Linked DNA regions of Zea mays: region 1 is linked to region 2. Evidence: chromatin contacts called from public Hi-C data. All regions are on one chromosome and are shown on one strand. Each heading gives the region's core, a stretch centred on a gene start, on an enhancer-like site or on the middle of the called end of the contact. The rest is flanking DNA. Distances are from core to core; before and after follow the strand shown. Region 1 holds the start of LOC606448. Region 2 holds the start of LOC100304074 (IAA19 - auxin-responsive Aux/IAA family member).

The links. A called contact is a pair of places that touch in the nucleus more often than the background predicts.
Region 1: a Hi-C map of leaf shows a contact between it and region 2, with 4 times the contacts expected there. The contact joins the promoter of LOC606448 here to the promoter of LOC100304074 in region 2. A contact is called at or near these places in 4 of 25 Hi-C or Micro-C datasets (ear, leaf and tassel).

Annotation. Positions count from the first base shown.
Region 1 is chr8:69,575,006-69,580,938 of Zm-B73-REFERENCE-NAM-5.0, forward strand. It overlaps LOC606448, which reads left to right and starts at 3,217. Exons shown (of 4, transcript NM_001112316.1): 1 at 3,217-3,815; 2 at 4,121-4,379; 3 at 4,767-4,971; 4 at 5,060-5,373. The coding sequence starts at 3,256. The coding sequence ends at 4,937.
Region 2 is chr8:69,354,555-69,360,596 of Zm-B73-REFERENCE-NAM-5.0, forward strand. LOC100304074 (IAA19 - auxin-responsive Aux/IAA family member) reads right to left here and starts at 1,460. Exons shown (of 5, transcript NM_001165576.2): 1 at 893-1,460; 2 at 12-241. The coding sequence starts at 1,449.

The DNA.
Region 1 (5,933 bases), core at 1,967-4,466, 220 kb after region 2:
AAATAAAAAAAATAAAAAAAACAGAAGGGGGGGGCGGTTGAACCGGCCCTAGGGCGGTTGAACCGGCCGGGGGCAGGGCGCGCAGGGGCGGCCGAGCCGGGGCGGCTGAGCCGGCGGCGGGCGGCCGGGCTGGCGAGGGCGGGCGGCGCAGGGGGCGGCCGAGCCGGCCGAGCAGGGGGGCGGGGCGGCCGAGCGGCCGAGCCGGCGGGGTGGGGCGGGCGGCCGAACCGGCCATGGGGCCGAGCGGCGAGGGGAAGGGGAGGGAGGAGAGGGGGAGGAGGGAGAGAGGGAGGAGGGGGGGGGGGGCTCACCGGTGTCGGGGATCGACGGCGAGGGGCGGCCGGCGGCAGGGGGCGGCGCGGCGACCTAGGGCAGGGGCCGGGTAGGGGGTAGGGGCGGTGGCTTAGGTGGGGAGGGAGAAAATGAGGGGGGAGAGGGAGAGGGTTAGGGAATAAGGGAAAGAGGGGGGGGGCGGCTGGGCCTACCAGGCCCAAGAGGGGGGCGCGCAGGGGCCTGGGCCGGCCGGGGTCGGCCCACGGCGCGGGAGAGAGAGGAAAAGAGGAGAGAAAAAAGAGAGGGAGAAAAAAAGAAAGAAAAGATCTTCTCCACATTTTCGAAATCCGATCTTTCTACATGAATGCAATTGCGCTTTCAAAGCAATCAAAAGAAATGCAAGGGCGGCATGGTGCATCAAACAACATAAAGTATTTAGGGTTTTTCTACGTACGGGAATTCCAAACCGAATCCCGCTAGAACTTTGGAAAAGGTCAAGGTTTAGCGAAGGGAAAAAGAAAAGGAAAAGGTAACGCCCGAATTTTGGCGAGTAAAGAAAAGAAAAAATTCAACTGCAAAATTCGGGGCGTTACACACACCCTCATCGCTCCTTTCTCCGTCCCGGGCATTCCTGTCATGCCGAAGCTGCACGATCGTGCCTGTGGCCACCTTTCCATTGATGCTTGCCATACCGACGGTTCTCGTGGTGGGCGCCATGCCACAAATCCATGTGGTGCCGAACACTGCCGCGTTGTCCCCTATGCTGGCTATAGTACCCGCAGTCATGCCAAAAGTGACGCTGCCGCCAATGACCGCCGTCGTGCCGAAGGTTGGCGCCTTGCCACCAATACCCGTCGTCGTGTCTAAGGTTGGTGACTTGTCGTCGATGTCCTCTGTGTGGCTCGTGCCTAACTGTTGATGCCCTCCATCCTGACAGCGTCGCTCTCCATTAGGTCCCACGAACACGACACAAACTCGATGGACATGCTGTGTAGATGCTCGTGGAGTCAGTGAGCCAGAAAATCAGATGTACGTACATGCGTACCTTGGAGGACATAGACGAGTCGGAGTAGCTGGAGAGTGTCAGGCCACCGGCTGCGAGCAGATCAACCACCGTTGTCGCTTGAGGGGCCTCGACACGACTTTTTATAGCCAGGTTGGTGGGCGGATTAGGATGAGTAAAACAGCTCCATCCTGTGGCTGCTGAAAATGTTTTCCGCGCGTTTCTATGCATAGAAGACGCGGCGTGTGTGGGTCTGCTGAAACCGCTTTCTCCATCCCTTACGGAGCGACGTGCATGGGTTATTGGGCTCCTGTCGCGGTGCATTTGGCGCGAGCCCACTTGTCATGTCGTTAGTTTGTATGAACAAAAGACATGACGTGTGTGAGTTTGTGTCATTGTATGGGTGACTGAGGCGCTCGTGCCTCGTGTGAGGGCGCAGATTCACTTAGGATAGAGAGTGGATAGACGAAATAAATTAGATGTAATCTATATGTGTGGGCCATTTCAAATAGGAGTTATTTATAAAAATACGAGGCAGGACCAATAGAGATTTTACATGATCCGTCGCGTTACAACGGTCACCGTCTGTAAAACCGCAAGAATCCAGGGGCTGGATTGCAACCGGCGACGCAACTGACCTCCCTCCAGAGTCCAGACCGACCGACGCCGACCGGCGACGGCGACCGCCCGCGATTTGTTTACTCGTCTCGCTCACCTCCGCCTCCGCGAGGAGCTCCTTTTTCTCTATCCAACCATACCCTCACCAACTCCCCCTGTCTCGGTTTGCGTGGAGAGAGAAAGGGAGGGAGCGAGAAGTCAAGCCGGAGCCGGGAACAGCTCAACACCACGGGCCGCGGTTTCTGAAAAGGAGAGGCGTGGTGGGAAGGGGAGGGGGAGCGGGAGGGGGGCGAGCCAGCCAGAGAGCCGTACGCGAAGCAAGCAGCCCCCTGCATCTAGATCAGGCGTTCTGCTCGCACCGCCGCCGCCGCCGCCGCCGCCGCCGCTTCCTTCTCTCACCGACGCTAATTGGAGATCACGTCTGGGCCTGGCTGCTCGTCTTCCGTCCTGGGTAAGGAAGCCTTTGCTTGCTTGGACGGGTTGCTGGTTCGCTTGCTTTGTCCTGCACAAGAAGAATCCGATCCGTCCAGCTAGCTTGCGGATTCCCGTCCTGGGCGTCTGCGCGGTGGAGTGGATTGATGGTAGCAGTAAATTTGCGGGGTTCAGTTGATCCCCCCATGGCTGTTAGTTAGGCCCGCCTCAGAAATGTCTGGTTTCCTTGGTGATCTTCTAAGTTCTTAGAGTCTGTACCTTTAGGCTTTAGCTTTGGATCTTGCTCTCCTTCAATTTGGATCGCTGCTCCGGGAGAATGTTTCAGTTTAGCCTGCTCTATGGGTTAGCGTGAGCATGTATTGATTGATCTTGAGCTGAGCTGACGCACGCCTCGCATCACGTTGTTTTGCAGGTACAATTCGATTGATGACCTCATCAGGGAAGAATGTTTTGCAGTCTTACATGAGTTAAAGGGATAGAAAGTGCAACAACCGTGGAATAAAGGACTCGTGCTTTTGAGTAATTCAGGAGGAGTACATGCATCACGAAGCCTTGATTCTGGAATGGTGTCCAGTCGAAGGAACAGTGGGATTATCCTACGGGAAGGGTCGGTTAGGGACTGGTCCGAGTTCAACAATCCCTCGCCGTCCCCAAAACTGCTGTACTCACAGTCCTATGTCGCAATGAGGGGGTTGCTGGCCTCAGTGATCTCCTTGGACTTTTTCCTGCTGTCGAGCAAGCTAAAATCTGTGTGCGCGGCTATGACTTCCCAGAGGCATGGCCGATCACAGGAGAGGTCAAAATCAAAGGGGTTGACCTGCAGGAGAGTTGCAGTCCATCTGCTGTTCTTTTTCATGGTTGGCATTTTCATTGGGTTCATGCCTTTGTTCTCTGTCGATGTTTACAAGAAAATAGTATCCGAAAACGAGAGGCTTCCGTTCCATGATGGTGTGATTGAGGCGGAAATGATGGGCACCAAAGTTAAGGAGTTGGAGACAGTTGTAGTAGAGAAAGAGGTCGAACTGATTGACGAGCCTCAGGTTCAAGAGAGCCCTCCAGTTCCTGCAATGTTGGATGATGAGGCAGATTTTGCTGAATCTTCACCTGCATTACCTGCTATTGAAGAATCTGACATTCCTGTGAAGAAGCTGCTGATAATCGTGACGATCACTTCTGTTCGGCCACAACAGGCATATTACTTGAATCGGCTAGCCCATGTTTTGAAAGCTGTACAGGCACCTCTTTTATGGTTGGTGGTGGAATGGCCTGAACAGTCCTATGAAACAGCAGAAATTCTGAGGTCTTCTGGGGTTATGTACAGGCATCTTATATGTAGAAAGAATACCACGAGTGTACGAAAGATTGCTGTATGTCAAAGGAATAATGCAATCTATCATGTCAAAAGGCATCACCTTGATGGTATAATGCATTTTGCTGATGAAGAGCGGTCATACTCAGCTGATGTATTTGAAGAAATGCAGAAGATCAGGTCAGAGCTCTCTACCACATTTTTTTGCCTGTACTGATATATCTGTAATGAACTTATTGTCTACAAATTGTTTTGATGATTCATAATAAACAGTTAAATGTAGTTTTATATTGACATATAAGATTGTAAGCATCACATAGCCTTGATTAGTTTAATTGGAATGATGGAGCTAGAGAACCACAGTGCTCCCTCAAACTGCTAACCAGAAGTTTCAGGTCAAAACTCAAGATCTGCTAGCCATATTTCGGTAGAACTAAACGAGACAATCTGGCTTCCCTTCTCATGAGACGTGCTATGTTTTTCAGGCGCTTTGGCTCATGGCCTGTAGCAATCCATGTTGGAACGAAGTATAGGGCAGTTTTGGAAGGCCCTATTTGCAAAGGAAACCGAGTCATGGGATGGCACACAGTCCAGACGGTTCAGAAGAAGAGTTCGACTCGTCGATTCCCAATTGGCTTCTCTGCATTTGCTTTCAACAGCACAATGTTGTGGGACCCTCAAAGATGGAACCGCCCACCTATGGATTCTGTTATGGTCCACTCAGGTGGAAGAGGTGGTTTGCAGGTGAGTTTGTTTGGATATTTGAACTGTAATGGTAGGGAGGCTGCAGTAATTTTTCACATAGTTGATGGAACTCTTGTGTAAAGTCAGGACTCATCTATGTTGAAGGTTGGTCCTAGTTGCTACTTAGCGAAACTTCAGTTTACAGCTCTCCATTCTTATAAAAATGGCCAATGTCGTGGTGGAAGTGGAACAACATACCGTAGAATTTGGTTCTGCAATAAAATAATAGATTAACAATGGAGGCAAAATTAATAGATAAAAACCATAAGTGTGACATGTGTCGCCACAAATTGCAAGTATCGCCACCAATTGCAAATGCACCATGGCCATCTTTCCTGACATAGAACGAAGCAATGTGGTCTGACCTGACATATGTTTTTTTTGCAGGAATCACGATTTATAGAAAAGCTCGTTAAGAACGAGCGCCAGGTAGAGGGTCTTCCGGACAATTGCAGTCGGGTTATGGTCTGGAATTTCAACCTGGAACCTCCTCGAGTCAACTACCCCACAGGCTGGGCACTATATAAGAACCTAGAACCGGACATGCCTGTGACATAGTTTCCTGCCGCTGCCACTGTGCCTGCTTCTAGAGGTGATTTCTCCCAGCAAGGCAGAGAAGTTTGGAGCACACGTCTCCAGCGTATTGGTAGTTCTAAATTTCAACTCCCTGCTGTTACCAGGTGGTCCAGAACTCCACATAGGCTGCTCGTCCATGCCATCCTGAGCGAGTTGCGCCAAAGATTACATGGATACTGCACGCTGAGATCTTACTCCCTTCCCCCGCGCGCCTTTTAGTTTTGTGTATTCCTGTTATGCCCTTTATTTTGTGTTTCTCCTTATATTCACCAGCAGCTAGATACGCCGTGTAGACTTTCTTTTCATGTAGGCTCTTCTGTTCTTTTCATACTGTGTGTGTTACCTTACTACAGATGTATAAAGGCTCTCATACATTGCAGCTGTTTTTAAGAGGAAAGGCAAAAATACCTTCTTGATAGTTGATACGTGAAGAGATTCAAGCAAAACCGATCAGCTTTTCAGTCGTTTTGGCTTTCCATGAGTTGCTTTGCCACGAGGCAATGACCTTTGCGCGTCTGCGTCAGTGTACGTAGCTACGCTCGTGTTCTGTAACAGTGAGAGGTTTGGTTCTGTTTGTGTTTGAGATCTGATCTCTTGGTGGCATGTAAAAACACTCGCCGACACAAGTCAGGCGTACTGGACGGCGCAGCAGCTACTGTCCTACTGATCACGAAGGGGGTGACAAGGTGGGCTCATCCGCTCATCTCAGTCTGCCCTGCTTGCAAAGTTGGGTATCCGCCAGGCATCTCGCTCGGGCTTTGATTTTGTTGATGTGGGAGATGGCATTCGCACCTAGTCCTTGTGCTGGAAAGTGGAAAACCCCAAGGTGTTGTTTGGTTCAAGAAATGTAACGCAAAAGGTAATTGTTTACATTCGATTACTGTCGCTAACAAGTTTGAATAGTCCGGTATCAATTTTTAGTATGGTATCTGATTACGGTGAGATTAAAACAAACATAATTTAACGTTATCACTTACC
Region 2 (6,042 bases), core at 210-2,709:
GAAGCACTTACCAGTGATGAAGCAACTGAACATTTTCTCCAGACCAAGCGAGAGATCCTCATAGCTTGAATAGGTCTTGAGGTCCACCTTCCTTAGGTATGGGGCTCCATCCATGCTGACCTTGACATAACAGCATCCCGCCTCACTCCTACCTTCATCTCCCCCATTTGTCTTTGTGGCACTGGCAGCTAGGGTATTCTTCCGGTAGCTCCTAACAGGCGGCCATCCAACAACTTGTGCCCTGTCCATGGCACTAAAAGCTATCATGAAAAGGTCTCTGCTCAACAGAACTAAAAAAGACTCATTTGGGTGCATTTTGTCTAGACCTCCGGGATACTCCCTAGATGCACATGCACTTATCCCCTACATGGTACAGAATCTGGTTGCTTCTAATCCCAAACAAACTTCTTTATGGCCTGTGACAATTCCATCAGAAGTGGCTCTATAACTTGAACTTGGAACCACGCCGTTTAAATATCAGTGGCGACAGTTACAAGGGAAAACGAAAGCCTTTTTGGTAAAAGAGACTACCATATCGATGCTGGTCCTGATGGTGTCCAGCTAGTCGGCCTAGTCCAACGTTAGGAATACGATACCATGCTATACTGTATTTGCTTGCTATAAAAGCGGGCGTACACTTTCTTTTTATTCTCTAAGCAATTGAAGAACAGCAGGAATTTTGCTCCTCGTCTTGCGTTTATGTGCTTAGGTTCCAATCAATTTTACTCCTAATTGCCACCCGCAATGAATCATCACTAGTCATGTTATTAGTACAACGCAACGAGCTACTACTACTACTACCATCGCATACGTCCTCCCACAGCGAGGAAAAGCAAAAGCTGGGTCCCTACGTACGACGAGCCAATACCAATTAACCGCAGCACGCACTTACTTGGCAGCGGGCGGAGCTCCGGCAGCAGCTCCAGCTACCCGCGTGACGCCCCCAGCAGCGTCATCCGCGGCAACGCCGTCCAGCTTCGCGGACCGGTCGAGGGAGTCGGCGAACCCGCGCTTGGCGCTGCCCCTGGGAGGCGCGGGGCCGGGGCCGGGGCCGAGGGTGAGCGCGGCGTCGACGTGGGCGCGGGCGTGCTCCGTGTCCGCGCCGCGGCCGGGGGAGTCGTCGGACCCCGGAAGCCCGAGCCGCAGCGCGAGGTGGGGCCCCGCGCCCTCGCGGCCGGAGGAGCAGCACGACGAGCAGCACGACGAGGTGGCGCCGGCGCCGAGGTAGTCGCGCGGCTCGAGGAGCGGCGGCGGCGGCGGCATCGGAGGCGAGGAAGGGAGGGGACAGAGGGCGAGTGCCTGGGGTTGAGGAGACTCGGTGGGGAAGCAGAAGCACAAGAGGAGAGGGCCGAGGTGAGTCCTTTTTGTTCGTTCGAGCTGAGCAGAGGAATGGTGGAGGTAGCCGAGAGGAGGATAAGTAGAGGGCACACCATGGTCCGTGGATGGCATAGACGTGTGTGAGTGTGACAGTGACAAGTGGCCGACCGGCCGCGGGCAAGCGCTTTCTGCCCTCCAGTTCCAGTCTCGGGCCGTGTGGTTTCGCCGGGCACAGCCGCACAGGAATTGGATGCCGGGCCGGGCAGGGCAGACATGGAACGACCGTTTCGCCCTTTGGCCTGTTTTTTTGTTTTTGTTTTGCAAGTCAAAAGTTGAGCCACCAACCATGGATCGATTCGAAGGAGCAGCTGTTGCCGTCAAAAGCAGAGCGCACGCACACTGACTGGCAGAGGACACAAGAGTAGTGCTAGTAAAATGTTTCTTTTGGCAGCGACAGGATCTCGGCGAGGATCTCCCTTTTCGGTTTTTTTATATGCAGCAGTACACCGGACAGCTGCAATGCCAACCGCCCGGCCGGCGCCGCTCCGGCAAGCTGGAAATGGGCCTCTGGTCTGGTCCCACAACCGCAGTCCAGAGTCCAGAGCGAGGGAAGTCGCAGCCTCTACCCTCTAGTGGCGGCCGCGGCGCGAGGTCGTACTGTCTCCGAATCGAATCGACCGCTCCACCAGACACACGAGGTGGACGTGCGCAGCGGCTGGTGGCTGCCCCTGCCGCTGTCTGTCTGTCTCTCTCTCTCCTGCCGTGTGCCGTGCCATCTCCCCTCTTCCGTGCCGGGCTGCGGGAGCCGGGAGGCGCCGAGCGAGCCAGCCAGGCTGCCAGGAGACGCGCGCACGGCACGGCGCGCCGCCCGCCTGCCCTGTCTTGGGCGAACCTGGCCCGGATTTCGTGGCGACTTTACCGGACGGTGGCGCCCGCCTCCCCAGTTTGGCCGTGCTGCATCCGCAGATGCAAATCGTCGTTGGAACTCATCAACACCTGTAACTTTCGAGGCGAAGCGAAGCATCATTTGTACTACTACGTGCGGGGCAGCCGGGCACTAGCTAGTCGCTGCGATTATTATGATGTCCCGTTCAGGTATCATCATCGTCAGTCTGATGGGACACACAGCGCGCAGGTATTCGACGCAATGGGCGGCTCGGAATTGATGGCGCTGGTGTCGTCGTCGTCGTCTTCGGCGCGACAATACCTGCGCTGCGCTGCGCAGCGCAGGCAGCCATGCACGCACCACCGGCAGTGCCAGCAAACCACCACCACTGCTGTAGCCTGTAGGAAGGAGTAGGCAGAAGTATTAATTCTGCGGCGCTACCTACGCTTCCATGCGTGCATCATCACCGCTCACCTCGCCATCATGCCAGGGTTGGTGATGATGCAAAAGAGCACCCACATCTACTACTACTACTCGCCGCCTGCTCGCCCGTGCTAGTGCTAGCACACTCTGGTCTGGTCGCTGCAAAAGAGCGGGAGCGGCCAAGGGTACTCCGCCGAGACAGTCGAGCTGCAGTGTGCAAGCCACATTGCCAGCCAGTGCATTTTGCAGCGGGGGTTTCGCAAAACGGTCTCGCAACTTCCTCGTTTTCTTTCGGGTCATACTAGACCTGTTTGTTTTAGTTTTTTCTGACCAACTTTTTTTTTAGAATCCGACTATAGAGAGAATCTGACTGTGAGAAAAATCTGAGTATCATAAAGATTACGTGCAGAGGAAGATGAAGTGGTCTAAATGGTTCAGGATCTTGAAAGCAATGGATTCATATAATCACGACGACTCGACCAATTTTGTGTTCATGTTGATTTTGGATGCTTTTTACTAAAGCGATTCTTATAGAAGCGGACTCTGGGACGTTTGGCAGTCCGCAGCAGTTTTTGGTGATCAAAAGCTGAAAAAATCCCAAACAAACAGGGGAGGTTTCAGCGGATAGCGCTGTGGTGCATGTGCAGCGGCTGAAGGAGACACCGCTTCTGTAAGTCCCAAAATCTGTATAAAAAATAATAATAATAATAAAATAAATATATGAAGAAATAAAATAATAAATTCAGATATCTCAAATTATACTTGAGTATTGAAATTTGAGGACAAAATCTTGAAAACCAAGAACTATTTTAGAAGAGGAGTAATAGAGAATTTTTCTATTCAACTAAATGATTATGTATTTTATGAAATGATGCACCATAAGCAATCATTTACATGAATATCTAATTTTGAAGCGACTTTAATTCCTACCCCACAATCAAAATACTATTTTCTAAAAAAAGAAAGAAAAACAATATGAGTGGGTTCATATTTCAAACATCTACCAAGCAAATAAATAAATTAAAATAAATATACATCTATTGCATCATAATTGATTTTGAGTATGTATTAAAGAATTGAATTCCTAAAACTTATCTTAGATTTGAATTTTAAATTTGTAAATCAAAAGGGGATAGAAAATAGAGAAAGAGAAGGGAATATAATAATGAGATGAGAATTGGTATTTAACCCAAAGGTACAACTTTAGAATTTGAGGAAAGAAAAGAAAGGAGCAAGAAATACTATAAAATATAAAGTAAACTTATAAATAAATAAATTAAATCCATAATGGCCTGGTCAAAGGGTATATTTAAAATGAGTACAAGTTCATGACATAGTTAAATTCAAATTTGAATTCTCTATTAAGAGAGAATAAAAGAGAAATAAGAAAAAGAATAAGAAAAAAAGGATAAAAGGAAAACCGTCGCTTGGGCTGGGTCCTCGTTTCTGGCCCACTCAAACCTCGCACCGGTGCGGCCCAGCTGCTGCTTGCGCACTCGCCGCCAGATGGGCCCCATTGACCAGGCTCTGGGTCCACGCACGCGTCGTCAGGATGTGGGGCCGCTTCGCCAGTCACGAGCTCTTTGTCATGTGGGACCCTATGCGTCGTGACCCCGATCTTCTCTGTTCTGATGCGCGCATGCTCCTCCCGTGAATGTCGAAATCGTTGGGGTCTGCGTCACGGATTCCTCAATCTCTTGGGCTCCCGTGAACAAGCATCGAGCCCCATGGTCCCTTCTTCCCGCCGACCAGGCGTCTCCCCCACTCGCTGCACGAGCTCCGCCTTCGCCTCGTGTCCGCGCTTGAGCTCCATATTCGCCAGGATTCAGTTGCGATAGGACCTATTCTCGTGAGGGAAGTGGGGGCATAAGACGCCCTGGAGTCACCCGTCCTCTGGCCTCGCTAATCTTCCGAAATCGCACGCGCACAGAAAACCTAGAGCCTCACCCAAGCTCGGATCCACCGTCGCCGTCTTGCGCTTGCGACGCCACTTAGTGTCCGGGAGGTAGTTAGGGAGCTTCGCGAGTGCACTAGGAAGGCATGGCAACCCTCAATTTGGTGGTCAGAACCTCGGATGGTTGGTGATTTCTCACCGTCGCTGGAGCAACGCCGCGCCGCCGCCTCATGCCGCGGACCAAGCTCTACGCAACCCAAACACCGGTAAGTCTGCGACCGTCGCGTTTGCCTCGTCCTCCTCTATGCGTAGCACTATTCGATTTAGGACATGTGGCTTGGGATGGCCTCACTGGCCATGGCGCCGACGTGGTTGGCCTTTGGCCGCTGGCGCCTTTCGCTGGAAATAAAGGCGAGTGGGTGATGGCGTGCTAGCCGTTAGATCCATGGTGGGCGCGCACGATTAGATCTGGATGGCCTCTTGGCATCGGACATCGTGGGTCGTCCAATCTAGATCGGAGGGATGCAGATAGGTTGGACTTCATTAGTTTTGGACCCTTGGATCTAGATCCAATGGTCGCAGGTTCGTACCGGTTCGTGCCATGACGCATTTAATCGTGACCGTTGAAATTAGATCTGGCGACTCATATTGCACCATACCCCTTCGCCATGGCAGAATAGCATAAGAGACCTGTTGGGGACTTGTTCTCAAATGCTATGAGTTAAGAACAAGGCAACACAAAATATTAAATGTTAATGTCCTTTGTCCTTCGAAGCATTATTTCTCTTAGGGTATAATGATCTTCAGACGAAGGTTATGGAAAACATACCTTCATCAATGCGATACAAGTTAATATAAGTAGAAGTATACGAAATATAAGAGACAACATATTCAATCATATAACATATTGATTCATTATCATTATATTATTCTGAAAAGACAGAGACAATATTGAATTACAAAAGGTACCTTCGGTTTGATGGAAGGTAAAAGTACAAGCGTGACGCAAAAGTAAATACCAGTCAGCGTGAACAGTACGGGAGTACTGTTCATCTATTTATAGGCACAGGACGCAACCTGTGAGAAATTACATTCATGGCCTTCACATTTATTATTGACTTATAGACAATTCTATGAGGACTAGATAGCCTTTTCCCCTTTAAGTCGGTTCCTTTTTCCGCCATTTAGCCGAAGCTCCCCTGCGCGTAGCTTCGGAGCAACTTCAACCTTCGTCACGATCATGTTTTTTACATCATGCATGCATTTAGCCTGAGTCCGAAGGTACCTGTTCATATGTCACACTTGGAAGATATTGTTAAATTACATTTTTGAGGACCTTCGGAGGACGAAGGCCCCCAACAGTAGCCCCTCGCAGTATTAATTTGTTTATGATAGCGAATTCAGACTGCGACATAGACAAAGGCCTTAAGCTGAAGGTCCGAAAAAACACCTTCCCTTTGCTAGAATAGCAACAGTCAATGACAGACAGGGCCCCCAATTTGGAGCGTGCCGAGCGTATAAA